Regions from separate parts of the Mus musculus genome. Here region 1 is linked to region 2. Evidence: chromatin contacts called from public HiChIP or PLAC-seq data. All regions are on one chromosome and are shown on one strand. The core of a region is the stretch at or near the end of the contact, and the rest is flanking DNA. Distances in the headings are between cores, read along the strand shown.

The links. HiChIP or PLAC-seq counts read pairs in DNA pulled down with a chosen protein or histone mark.
Region 1: a contact with region 2 is called in an HNF4G HiChIP or PLAC-seq map of pancreatic cancer cells. The contact joins two enhancer-like sites. A contact is called at or near these places in 3 of 115 datasets of contacts at active chromatin or transcription factors (CD8 T cells, effector CD8 T cells and pancreatic cancer cells).

The regions. Positions count from the first base shown.
Region 1 is chr7:114,311,782-114,318,547 of GRCm38.p6, reverse strand. 4933406I18Rik (RIKEN cDNA 4933406I18 gene) reads left to right here. Exons shown (of 4, transcript NR_029437.1): 4 at 2,766-3,069. Among named protein-coding and RNA genes, the nearest start is that of Psma1, 39 kb to the right of the region's middle. Within about 2 kb of position 1,942, at least 192 of the 459 cell types and tissues checked have an H3K27ac peak or open chromatin away from gene starts, as enhancers often do. A contact at or near this core is called in CD8 T cells, effector CD8 T cells and pancreatic cancer cells, where this site is marked.
Region 2 is chr7:114,170,186-114,176,547 of GRCm38.p6, reverse strand. No RefSeq gene overlaps it. Among named protein-coding and RNA genes, the nearest start is that of Rras2, 56 kb to the right of the region's middle. Within about 2 kb of position 4,602, at least 142 of the 459 cell types and tissues checked have an H3K27ac peak or open chromatin away from gene starts, as enhancers often do. A contact at or near this core is called in CD8 T cells, effector CD8 T cells and pancreatic cancer cells, where this site is marked.

The sequences.
Region 1 (6,766 bases), core at 693-3,192, 140 kb before region 2:
CCATAAAGTTCTTCTTCCAGTCCAATGAGTTTCTGACAGCTGATGGCTGAGAAGATACTCAGCTTCATCTTGAGGTACCAAACTCCCAGCAGGTCTGTCTGTCTGTCTCTCTCTCTCTCTCTCTCTCTCTCTCTCTCTCTCTCTCTCTCTCTGTGTGTGTGTGTGTGTGTGTGTGTGTGTGTCTGTCTGTCTGTCTGTCTGTCTGTCTGTCTGTCTGTCTGTCTGTCTCTGTCTCTGTCTCTGCCTCTCTCTGTCTCTGTGTGTGTCTTTGTGTCTCTCTCTCTGTCTCTGTCTTTCTGTCAGTCGTCTCTCTCTCTCTCTCTCTCTCTCACACACACACACACACTCACACACACACAGGTGAAAATGGGGGGGATACATTGTCTTTAAAATCTTTTATGTACATGTACTTATTTACTGGGGCCAGGGCGGGGCACATGTGGGGCACAGTTCTGTCTGAGGACTCCTTACAGGAATCAGTTCTCCTCTTCCCTCAGGTAGACTCGGATGCCAGGCTTGTTTGTATGGATCTTTACCCAGAGGCACATCACTGGCCTCACGTCTTTCAGTAGATCATGTTTAACAGTTTTCAGAAAAGACAGTTTTCCAAAGTCTGTGCATTGAATTTGAACAGAGTAACTTACTCCTTCTGAGTCCGTTTCTTTTTTCAACTCTTCAACTAGTCCCATGCTCATAGAATTCTAAGATAATTAAATAAATCTAAACCACTTAGCAGATATTTGGCGGAACGTAGGTGTTCAAAGATGCACCCTTTTGCAGATGGAACCCCACACAGACTGCACAAACACCTTTGTGAGGCAAGGCCTCCAAAGGGCAGCACCGGAGCGTTTAACATGCAAAGCCTTGGACCTGTATCTGACTCTTTTGCATGTAAGCACTTACACCCAGCTGCTGTCAGCTCTTGTTTCTTGCCAGCTAACCGCCACCCTCTCCCCCAGCCTTTTCTACTTCCTGTTTACGTAGATTGCTGCTTCCTGGCTGAGGGAACTGAAGAGTTTCTGCCAGACTGGCTTTCCCCTGGACCCAAGCTAAGAATGCCTTCTTTACTTTCTTCTGGTTCTTGTAGCAAAGCCATCCCATTAAGGAGGAGCAAACTACTTCTTGAGCAGTTCCCAGCTAAGCAGCCGGGGCTCTTTCTGGCTCCTGAACTGACTCAGACAGACATTAGTCTTACTGTTTCTGGTGTAACAAATGCAGAAACTTGTCCCTTCAAGCTATTAGCTCAGCCCTCACTTAGAACTAGGATGACAGTATGTTGCCAGGTCCTGCTTTTTCACCTAGGTCCTGCAGATCTGCACTCGGGTCCTCATGATTTCACAGCAAAGGTTCTTACCCATTGAGGCATCTCCCCAGCACAATAATGGTTATTCTAAATGCCCTTCTCTGAGCGTTAACCAATGGGTAATTTGGGGAGGCAGGAATGAAAGGTATCAGCCATATCAGGAATGAAAACCTATTCCTATAGTCTCAACTACTGAGAGCCCGAGACAGAAAGATCGTTTGAGCTCAGGAATTTGAGGGTAGACTGAGAAATATAGCAAGGCACCCCATCTCATAAAACAAAACAGGAAAAAAAATAGATGTGGCTTTGATTTTATTCTGCTCTTTGCTGGCACAGTGATTCCCTTAGGCACAGCAACCTATTCGCTGCCAGCTTAAATTTTTTCAAGTTGTTATCACCTTTACAGAATCAAATGTGGGACTTGGCTTGCTTTGCAAGTAGCACATTGGCTTTCTCTAAGCCAAGCATTCACATAGCAAGGCAGACTCTGAGAAGACAGCCTGACTCTGTAGGATCTTTGGAAGCAATGATTCTCAAAAGCACTGCACCACCTCCTACCTCGTCACCACCACGGTCAGGGCTTCCTTTTCTGCAACAGCTACTGCTATGTAGGGCCCAACCAGCTCCATTTCCAGCAGAACTCTTGACTTCCTCTCTGATGACATTCTGTCTGTGGTTCAGATGACTGTTTAGAGAGTCTCATTTCTACTCTAATGACTCCTGTGTTACTCACTCACTGAGTGAGATACAGTTCACAATCTCTTTTGTTCTATAACCATTGTGCTTACAAAGGCCCTAATGAGCATCCGGTAAAAAGCAAGACTTTGAAAGAACTGATTGACTGCGGGAAACTAGGACAGAACACTCCAGTCGTGGAGCTGATGGTTAGATTCCGGTCTAATGATCTAATGTCACCATTACGACACTCTGTTTTGACATGGTAGATTTTAACCAAAGAAAGTGAATGAATACAGCCTGTTTTTCTTTTATCCATGATAATTGTTTATAGTAATAGCACCATGATCATGTTTTCTTAACATATGCATAATTGTAGTAAGAAATAAAATAGACCAAATGATTTAGTTTATATCTTAATTGCCAAAAAAAAAAAAAAATCCAGAGAAAGGATAGCTCAGGGCTTTATAAAAATATGATGTGTAATTTTTAAAATTGTAAGTCTAGTGTTGAAATCAGAAGTGGTACAAAGTTGAATTCTAATGTGTTGCATCTTGAAATCAGGTTCTACTATTGGAAAATTGCAAATATTCAGAATCTTTTATATTAAATGATAAAGAATAGTTATGTAATTCATTTTCGTAAAGTCTGTGAAAGAAATACATTGCCAATCACATTTGATACGTGTAGTAATAAAACTATATTATTTGAAAGAAATGTTATTATCTTTCTTGCTAAAATTATATTTTCCTGGGTATTACAAATCATATCTTTTATGTGTTTATAGTCTCAACATGATTTTGTAAGTGTCATATTTAAACCATAACAGAGAAAGCAATGTGATCATGGAAATGGAAAAGGTGGAGACTGGAATGACTCCATATCAGGACTCAACCTGTCACTACTGACTTTGAAGATGGAAGGGACCTAAAAGACAGAAGCAGTAGGTGGCCTCTAGAGGACAGAAAAAGTAAGGAAGAGTTTGTTTTCTCCAGAGCCTCTAGGAAGGAGTTGGGCCCTGTGGACAACCAACTGGATGTTAACCTGTGTAACAGCTCTGATCTGCCAGCCTATAGAAGAGTAAAATGATGAAAAAATTGTGTGGCTGAAGAATCAAGTTCATGATAATTTGTTATGGCAGCAATAGGAAGCTAATGCAATGGACGGTGGTCAGTCATTGACTTCCTATGCAAGACAGCATGTGTATCTATGAGGGCAGTGCCCAGGAAGTCAGGCTGTGGAATTCCGTGTCAGAGAAGCTGGGGAGGTGAAGGCAAACATTCCAATGCTGAAAGTGGCTCCATGCCGTCTCTCTGATCTGTTCTCATTTCTCGGTTCAGCTGGAGACGATCACTCTTTACTCTCCAGGCCTGCACAGGTAGGGCAGTAGGAAATGTGGACAAACTCCCAAATAAGCCTTTTGGAATTTTCCTAGCCAGTCCCTCTGTGTTCTTGGAAACTAACAGAAGCTCCCACTCCTCAAGTTTAGTCCCTGATGGGGAAGACTGCAAGACTTCCTGACACGCAATCAGGGTGCCTCTGGTATAGAAGATAGGACTCTAACATACATGCGAGTACCTATCTTCCTTATAGATACCTGGAAACTCCGTGTGCTTTGCTTACTTTCTTGGAGCCAAAAAGAAAATACCAGACAAATACTGTTCCTAGTATGCACAAAATTACCCTCTGAGTTTTATAATCACACTTCACACATAACATACACACAGTATATAGACTGCCTTTCTTTTACTCGCCATGATCCCATAAAGTAAATCTTTTTTATCTCATATATAAAAACCTTAAAGTCCACAAGAATTAAAAAGCTCATCCCTCATAATACAGCTAACAAGCAGTAACCTAGATCAGTCTTTCTCCAAGGCCTGTATACTTTGTTCACCACACAACCCACTGTCTCAGCTATACTATACTAATTCTAGTTCCCAGGGGCCTCCAGATCTCAGAGTGCCCCTCAAACAGGGCTGAAATCTGGACAATTCAGGAATCGATAATATTTTCCCAGTCCTAACTTCCCGCTAAAATTGCCCCCTGAGAGACAGTCCCTTCTTGGGCTCCCAGTCCTATGTATCCATTTCTTCCTGGTTTCTCATCCTTCTCTTCATCCCTGTTTCCTCTCAGGTCTCATTTGCTGTGATAGGGGGAAGTGCAACACGGTGGACTTACATCTTGGCAAGGGCAAGATCCAAGACAAACATGTCCCCAAATGAAAAGGATTCATTTTTACAGCCAGCAAAAAGAGCATGAGAGTTATTTATAAAGCAGTGGTCTCCTGGAGCAGAAGCACCGTGTGGATTTCATTCAAGGAACCTATATGTATTTTTATAGGTGCTGGTCTATTCCTGAGCATGCTCAGTTCCAAGTCCTAATTTAAGAAGGAACAGTAGCAGTAGTAGATGTATTTTGGGCATACTTAGCTCATGGAAATGGAGTACAGCATGTGTTGAAAAGATTAAAATGGTTTACACAAGAGTCACTAGACACGCTTACTTCTGTCCTAAGGAAAGGACATACCATGTTTGTCCGTTAAGGTACCGGCCTCACTTAGCAACTAACAGAACGGGGGAAGGGGAATGAGATGTCATAGAGGGCCTAGGCTAGGAAGATTAGGGGATAAGAATTCAGAGCCCTATTTGCCATGCACAGTACAGTGTGCCTAGCAAGTATGCAGCTCAGTTACCAAGATGGTGTTACATCCCAAGCATCCTGCCTCCTGCTTCCTCTTTTCTTATTCCTCCACCCAACTCTTGCATGGGGTACCCAGGTCCATCTTACCAGAAGAGGTAAAGGAAAGTCGCAGGAGAGGATAAAATGAACAGAGGCAGAGACAGAGGATGGAATAATTGCCCCGTTCAGTTTCCTTTCAGTCCCTTGGCTGCTGCTCTAAAGAGTTTTTCCCCCAATCCTGTCGGTCCTGCCATGTGCCCCAAAGTTCCCATTCTGTCATCAGCCTACACCAGTGTTTTTCCCCTGGGGAAGAAAGACACTGTTGTAGTTTAACTCTGAAGTACCCCACCCACCACCAAAGTCTTCAGTATTGGAAGACTTGGTCTCCAGCTGGTGTATTCAATCACTGAGAGATTGATGGAGCACGTGGACTCTGACTTAATCAGTGAATCAGTCCATTGGTGATGGCGTTACTGAGAAGTGGTACTTTTGAAGGCGGGTACTAGTTAGACAAGTAGGTCACTGGAGTCATATGCTTAGGATACATGTTGTCCCTAGCCTCTTCCTCTGTTCTCTCTGTTTTCTAACAGCTCTATTCCATCAAACTCTTCCAGTATGATGTTCTATCTCATCACAGGAACTAGGTGACTATAGGCAGTAACCTCTGACACCATGAACCAATATTATCCCAGGTATTTGATAACAGCAAGGAAAAGTATGGCTACCAAGGTATCACTCTGGGCATTCATTTGACAAGCATGTACACCAACTGTATGCTGGACTAGTGATTCAGAGATCAATAAGAAAGATGTCCCCACTGTACTCTCACAGGAGCCAAGTCTTATGCAGTGGCCATGAGACCCTTCCAAACTGAGTCAGCTGGATTGCTCTGAGATATTATGAGGTCTAGGTTTTGAAACAGATTTATACTTTTGCTTCACAACTTCAACCCCAAGTATATGCTTATCTTATACAGTCATAGATTGTCACACAGGGAAGAGTGAACATTTCATCTTGGAGGGCCAATTCTGATCAATGTAATGTGGTTGCCCTGAGTCTTGTACTGAGGAGATTATAAAACTCCATGTGTGCTCTACTGGAAAGGCAGCTAAGCTAAACTGGCAATGCCAGACAGTGTAAGAGAAAGGCAAGACAAGGGTGCTACATATTGCTGTCTCAGCTTTTATGTAGAATATTTTCATCTCACTCTTGTTTTATACTTGGTCATTTCTCAGTGGTGCCATGAGTTCTAGGAATGCCAGGATAGCCTGGAAGGAGGAAGGACAGAGACTGAACTCTACTGAAAGGGAGCATGGTAAAACACAGCAGAAAACAGCAGACTCCGGGAGGCATGGGTTTGGAACTGGACACCACACCCTTCTATAGACTGAGCCTGGATGTGTCCCAGGTCTTTCTTGTTTTTTGAGTGACTTGTGCTCTGCACATACAGCCATCTTATACTTAGGAACACTACTACCCGACACTTTAGGATTACAATTAGGGTCATTTAAAAAAAAAAAAAAGGAAACCACCAATGAAAACACAAAATAGGAGGCCCTGCAGTAAGTAGATGCAAAAAGAATCTCATTTACAGGCAAGAGCTGAAACAAAGCAAGCCATTGCTTTTCTCTAGCTCAGCTAGGAATACACACATTGAACAACTCTGCACAGGACTGTGCTTTGAGCTGACAAATGCCATCAGGTGCACAGATTTGCCATTATGGAATGTACAAATGCTGGGGATGGGTTACTCTGGTAAGCCTAAGTAACGGTACTCCCACACAGCACAGATCAAATGGAAAAGCATGCATGCAATGTGTTTCTGTGATGCCAGGTAGTTCTGTAGACAGTAAGTGTGCCTTCACTTTCTGTGCCTCATCTGCCTTGCTCCTACCTGACAGGGAAGTAGACACCAAGAAATGCCTTGCCAAATACATGTCCCCTGGAGCACAAACCAAAATCTACTGCTACTAGGTCAGGTAGAAAAGGAAGTTACTGCTGAGTGCGGTGGTGGATATCTTTATACACACTCAGAAGACAGTGGTAGTTGTGAGTTCAAGGCCAGCCTAGTCCACCTAGCAAATTCTGGGTCAGAAAGGGCTCCTA
Region 2 (6,362 bases), core at 3,353-5,852:
CTGAACAAACTTTGATAAGTGCCCAGAGTTGAAGGTTTGAGACAATGAGACATAGGAAGGACTCACAGAAGTGTGGCGTATGACTCAGGTTCTTAAAGAATGAAGAGGATCCCTGGGCAGAGAAACACAGGTGAGGAATAGATGCCCCAGGGATAGGTGTTTCAGACAGAAGGACTGTAAGATTAACAAGTAGGTGGGTGAGGTGGCACACTCCTGTATACTACACTACTGTCCTATCTTAATAAATCTCAACTTTGATCTCATCTAATTAGAATATTCACAGGACAGGGTTTTGTTTGTTTGTTTGTTTGTTTTGTTTTTTGTTTGTTTGTTTGTTTGTTTTTGAGGGGGTTGAGGGTTGGTGGTAGTGAGGAGACAGAGTCTCATTTAGCCCAGGCTGGCCTCAAACTTTTCTTCAACGTTTTCTTTTTTTTGTTGGTCATCATTTTTATTCTTTCAGGAGACACAAGTTAAAACAGAAGCAGAGTGGATTTACTGGGACTCACTGTAGTCGCAGCATTTAGGAGACAGAAGCAGGGGGACCCTAAGTTTAAGTCCAGCCTGGACTACATGTAATAATTTGTTGGCCTCAAACTTTGTATGTGGCCAGGCCTAACCTTGAAATCCAGATCCTCCTACCTCTGACTCCTGAGTGTTTGCACTATGTGAGTGTGTCATCGTGACTGACTTACTGGGACTTTTCTGGGGGGAAAAGGTCTCACTACACAGTTAAGGCTGGTCTTGTGCTCGCTACGTGGGAAGGTGGAGGCAGGAGGAACAGAAACCTCCTTCTATGTAGAAAGGCCAAGTTCAAGACCAGTTTCCTGAAGCTCGACCTCAAAACCAGTCAGAGCTGGTGGTGTAGACCTATACTTGCAGCTACTCAGAAGGCTACGGCAGGAAGATCCATGAGTTCAAGGCCTGCCTGGACGTCTTAGTGAGACGCTATCTCAAAATGAAAAATGCAAAAAGCAGGGAGCTGTGGGTAGAGCTCAATGATAGGGAACTTGACTAGCATGTCCAAGGCCCTGGATTCCCAACAACTGCAAGCCAACACAAGCAAACAAAATCAATAAGAATATGATGTCTCCTCTTTCTCCTCTGGCTTCCTGGCTTCTCCTTGTGTTCTCCCTCTGCTTCACAAAGAAATGAATCCAACAGTATCGTAAAGAACAGGGGCTCTGAGCACCAGCGATTTGGTTCTGCCATTTACTACCCAGAAGACTTCGAGTAAAACCCACTTACAAATAAGGACAATAGCTGTATTTGTCTCCTAAGGTCATCAAAAGCAGTAAATAAAATTGCAGATATAAAAAGTGTGTCTGGCATGAGCTCGTTCTTGAGAACTGCTAGCTGCTAAAACTTTATTGTCTCAGTTAAGGTCTTCCAATATCACGAAACAGAAGACCTAACTGGAGCGGCACAAACAGTGAAGAGCTTGTTCGTGGCACATAATGGGGAGGCCTGAAGTGCAGCAGCTTCAGGCATGGAATAATCAGGGCTCTGACTCCATTGCTCTGGAGTTCTCCCCACTCCATCCTAGTCTTTGTACTGGCTCTGTCTGCAGACTGGCCTCCTGCATTGTCCAGAGATGGCCGTGCCACCATGTTCTGAGCGGCTCCCGTAACAGCATGCTTCCTTGTACATTTCAGAGAAAAACTTCTCCTCCTCCCAAACAGAAGAATAAATCTCTTCTTTTAATCTTCTTAGGCTAGCTTAGGTTGTGTACCTGCTCCTGGACCAGAGACCATGGCCAGAGGGCTCCTATGTTGCCTGGCATTGGCCCGACTTTTTGAACTTGTCTCTGGCAAGTGAGAATGGGTTTCCAGGATTGTGATACAGGGATTGGGATCCAATTGGAAACCACTCTAGGGTAAGAGATAGGGTCCGCTTTCACCTAATCATTCATTACATCCTGGCCAGGGGGAAGGATTCTGTTACTCAGAAGAAAGTGTTAAGTGGACTGTGGGGAGACAACCAGGAGCCTTGTGTGTGTGTGTGTGTGTGTGTGTGTGTGTGTGTGTGTGTGTGCTTCTCATGACCTTGGCTCGAATAGTTTCTAACCAGAGAGGTATTTCTTGGCCATGTGACCAGTTACAGGAAATAACACACAAGCTCCCCCATCTCTTCCCACCTTCTCCTTTGTACTTTTTTGCTCTCTTGCTCTGTGCTCAGTTCATCCAATACCTAACATGACATCTACTTTTAGCTTGGTTTGTTGTTGGTTTGTTTTTGAGAAAGGGTTTCTCTATGTAGCCTTGGCTGTCCTGAAACTCTCTCTGTACACCAGGCTGGCCTTGAACTCAGAGATTCATCTGCCTTGTTGATCATGTCTCCTTCCCAGACAACATAAAGTCCACGAGGACAGAAGTTTTGGAATCTTTTGGAAGACATTCAGCGCTGCACGTCTAAGACTACAGTAGTTTACTGAGAGGTAGCCCCATAGGCTCAAATGTTTAACACTGTCCCCTCTATAGCGGTGTTGTTTGAGAAGGTGCCAGTGGAGGAGGAACATCACTAGAGGAGAGCTCACCCAACTTCTAGTTCACAATTTCTGCTTCTTGTTTACATTGAAGATGTATGTGATCTCTTTGTTTCCTGATGCAACTGTCTACTGCCAAGCCTCCCCTGTCATTATGGATTCCCTCTCTGAAACCATAAGCCCAAATAAATTATTTCTTCTTTAGCTGCCTTTGGTCATGATCTTTTATCACAGCAACAGAAAGGTTAATTGATACAAGGACCTAAAAGAGTCCTGGCTCACACAGTAAAGACACAATCAATAGTTTGTTAAGTGAACATGATTCTGACCAGAACCAGAAAAATTGTGTCTCAAAACAAAGATAAAACCTACGTATTTGGTACTTCCCCCGTGGCATCTCATTTTCTTGAGATCTTCATTGGTGCTTGTGTCTCTGAGAAATGCATATGGAGTGTTTGCTGTGGGCATTTCTAAGCTCACCATTCAAGGCTTTAAGAAGTTGTACCTACCTGTAAGTCTTCCTTGGTAGGCATAGTATATAGTTTTCTTAAAGGGGAAAAAAAAAACCCTCTCTGCTTCTTCCCATATCATCCCTGCCCTAAAACCTCTCTGCCTTTAGTGAAGGATCTGCAGGTTTTCTGAGCCTATGATTGATAAAGGGCTAGAGTGATGCTCTGGGATAATGCTCATGCTTAGCTAAAGGCCCTGCACTTAATACCTGATGTCACAATAGTAATAAATCACTAATGATGAAAATGAGGACAGTGGGGCCTGGTGGCACACACCTCTAATCCCAGCTCTCAGGAGGCAGAGGAAGGTGGATTTCTGTGAGTTTGAGGCCAGCCTGGTCTACAGAGTGAGTTCCAGGACAGCGGGGTCTATAAAGAGACAAACAACAAATGACAACAATGTTCTTGTCCTATTTTTTATCATGAACCATCCCTATTGGCCCTCTCCGACTTACAAAGCAAATTGGAATCTACACAGTATTATGAGTTTCAAGTGAAAATTGCTTGTGATTTTTCTCCACCCGTGCTCAGAACACAAGCACCATAGACAGACCTTACACTGCATATATGGCTTGACAACCCGCGCCCACTCCTGCTGTGATACAGGCTACTTCCAGGAAGTAGCTACTCAGCATGATTGACATTATCAGCTCTCTTACATCCAGGTGTGATGGTGTATATAGTTCTGCCTGTGGAGTGTAAGCAGAAATGTGTATCGTTTCTGGGTCAGAGCTTTCAGGAACTGAGCATGACTGCTCTACAGTGTCTTTCTCCTTCTGCCTGCTGAAGCCCTAGGGGACAATAGAACCACAGGATGAAAGGACTCGGGATCTATGAATCACTGAGGAAAGAAAGAGCCAACTGTCAAGCAACTCAGCTGAATGTGACAGAGAGAATCCAGTTGAGTCTATCTGTTTGGGAATTTGTTACTGTAATGGGCAATGCCACACTCAATTCAGCATATAAAATATATATTATGCTGGACAGGATGGTGCCTGACTTTAATCTCAGTACTTGGAAGGCAGAGGCAGAGGGATCTCTGTGAATTCAGTCAGTCTGGTCTATAAACTGAGTTCTAGGACAGATAGGGCTGTAGAGAAACCCTGTCTGAAACACAAACAAACAAAAGATCACAACAAGAAGAAAATATTATAATTATTATGGGGCTGGCTAAATGGCTCAGCAGGCAAAGGCCCTTGTTGACTGACACACAAACCTGGTGACCTGAGTCTGACCCCCAGAATTTGTATAAAGATGGAAGGAGAGAGTTGAGTCTCTCTACCAAGTTCTCTGTCCTTCAAACATAAGCCATGGCATGTGTGCTCATTCGCACACATGCACGCTGTACACACCCATAATGCACACACAGAATAATAAAATATTTAAGTCCATACTGGATTATATATTATACTCATCATGTACGCACTCAAGAAAAAAGGGAGGGATTATGTGACACAGTAGTGTGGGTTTCACAGTCTGAGAGGCTATCTTAGAAACATGGCAGAGGCACACACCCCTCTTCTGGGTATTAAGCTGCCCTCCACCTCTCTTTGATGGGCGAGCATGGAAGAATGTGTTATTTGTTAGGCATCTCGGATGACTCAGACCTGCTGCATTCCCCTCTGAGGTGGGGTAACCCTAGGTAGGCTCCGCACATCCAGTAGCCTGTGGCTTCCTGTCCTTTTCAGTTCAAGGGTTTCTCAGACAAGGAGGAGCCTTGAAAATGTTTCGACCTTCCCAGAAGACATACCTCGGTTTGACAGGCAAAGGCTACAAAGACTGCCTGCAAGGACCAGGCCACAGTGGAGGGAGACTGGAAGGGCTAAAAGTCTCCTTCTCCCATTCACCATCAACATCCTGTGAGGCCTGAGAGTTTGCAGCTAGTGAGCATGTGCTCCCAGAGGGGCCTCTGTCCTCCAGGCCCCAAATGCCACCAGAGAATGAGCTTCAGAGGCCAGATGTCTCAGCTCTTACAGGCTTCCAGGAACGCTCAGCAGTTCTCAGAAGCCCCCATTTCCTGCTTCACACCCACAGCCTGGTCCTCTGTGGAGGAAAGCAGGAGGCTTTTACCCCACCCCACCCCACCCCCCTCTCAGTGCGGTGCCCTCTCCAGGACAGGGCTTGGCCCTGGGGACTCCTACAGGTGTGCCTCAGATACTCACAGGAGCAGGAAGGGCAGCTCTGAGTGCGTGGGTTGGGGGGAGGCTCAGCAAACCCAGGCGCTGGGATCCTCCACCTCTTCCTTATCCATTCCTAGTTTATCATTTGTCCTTCACCTCCCAAACTAAAGACAGGCCCAAGGGTTAGCCAAAACAACTGATAATCCAAAAGGCATGTCAATGTGGTGGTGAAATTGAACAGACCAGTGTTCCCTAGAGTGGAAGCCACGGAGTCTAGGACGATTGTAAAGTGGATTTAAGGTTTCTACTGCAACACCAACACTAAAGAATGCTTTACTGCTCCCTTATGATCCCTCTTCAGTACTTTTCATTATTTCAAAAATAACATCACCATTCAGTACCGCCGGCCTTTGTCCACTCCCTGATGCCTGTAAGACTCTGGGGGTAGGAGAGTGGTAATAAATAATATTAGAGATAAAAACGGGCTCATAAACATTTTCTACTGTAATGTAATTTTAAGAAGAGATCCTTCACAAAAACAACACAATTTCATATATCTAGAAAGAAATTCAATAAAAGATACATGCTTTATCTTTATGAAGAAAATAGTAACGCTTTAATAAACAACATAAAATAGAAACTTAAACAAAGAAAGCGATGCAGCACGAACTGAAAGAAGACAATGTTATAAAAGGGTCAGCCAAGGGTGGTGCCGTTCATCCCAGCACCAGAAGAAGATGACAAGCCAGAGGAGGCTATCCCATGCTACATAGCAAAATAGACATGGGGAGTGAAGGAGGCTATACCAGGCTACATAGTAAGATAGACAGAAGAAATGAGAGAAAGGAGAAAGGTAAGAAATAATATGATTTTATTTTGAGAAAGGGTCTTGTTGAGTAGCCCAGGTACTGTGTAGCCTACCCAGGCTGGCTTTGAACTCACAGCAGTCCTCCTGCCTCATCCTCTCTAATGTTAGGGTTACAGGCATGTGTCACTATGCTTGATTGAAAATATATATGCTATATTTTTATATCATGTTATATATTATCTATTTTCCCATGTTTTTCTAGAACTATAACGCAATGTTAAACAATATTCTGGCGGTGGGCGTGGACATTTTCTGGATGCTATGACACTTTTTTGGAAGAGCAAAGAGGCTGCTCTTGTGCACAGGCTGCTGAGGAAGGCCCTTTCTGAGGACTGGCATGGGAGGAGGGAAGCATTCCAGCAGCTGAGCCAGGGCTCTGAAGT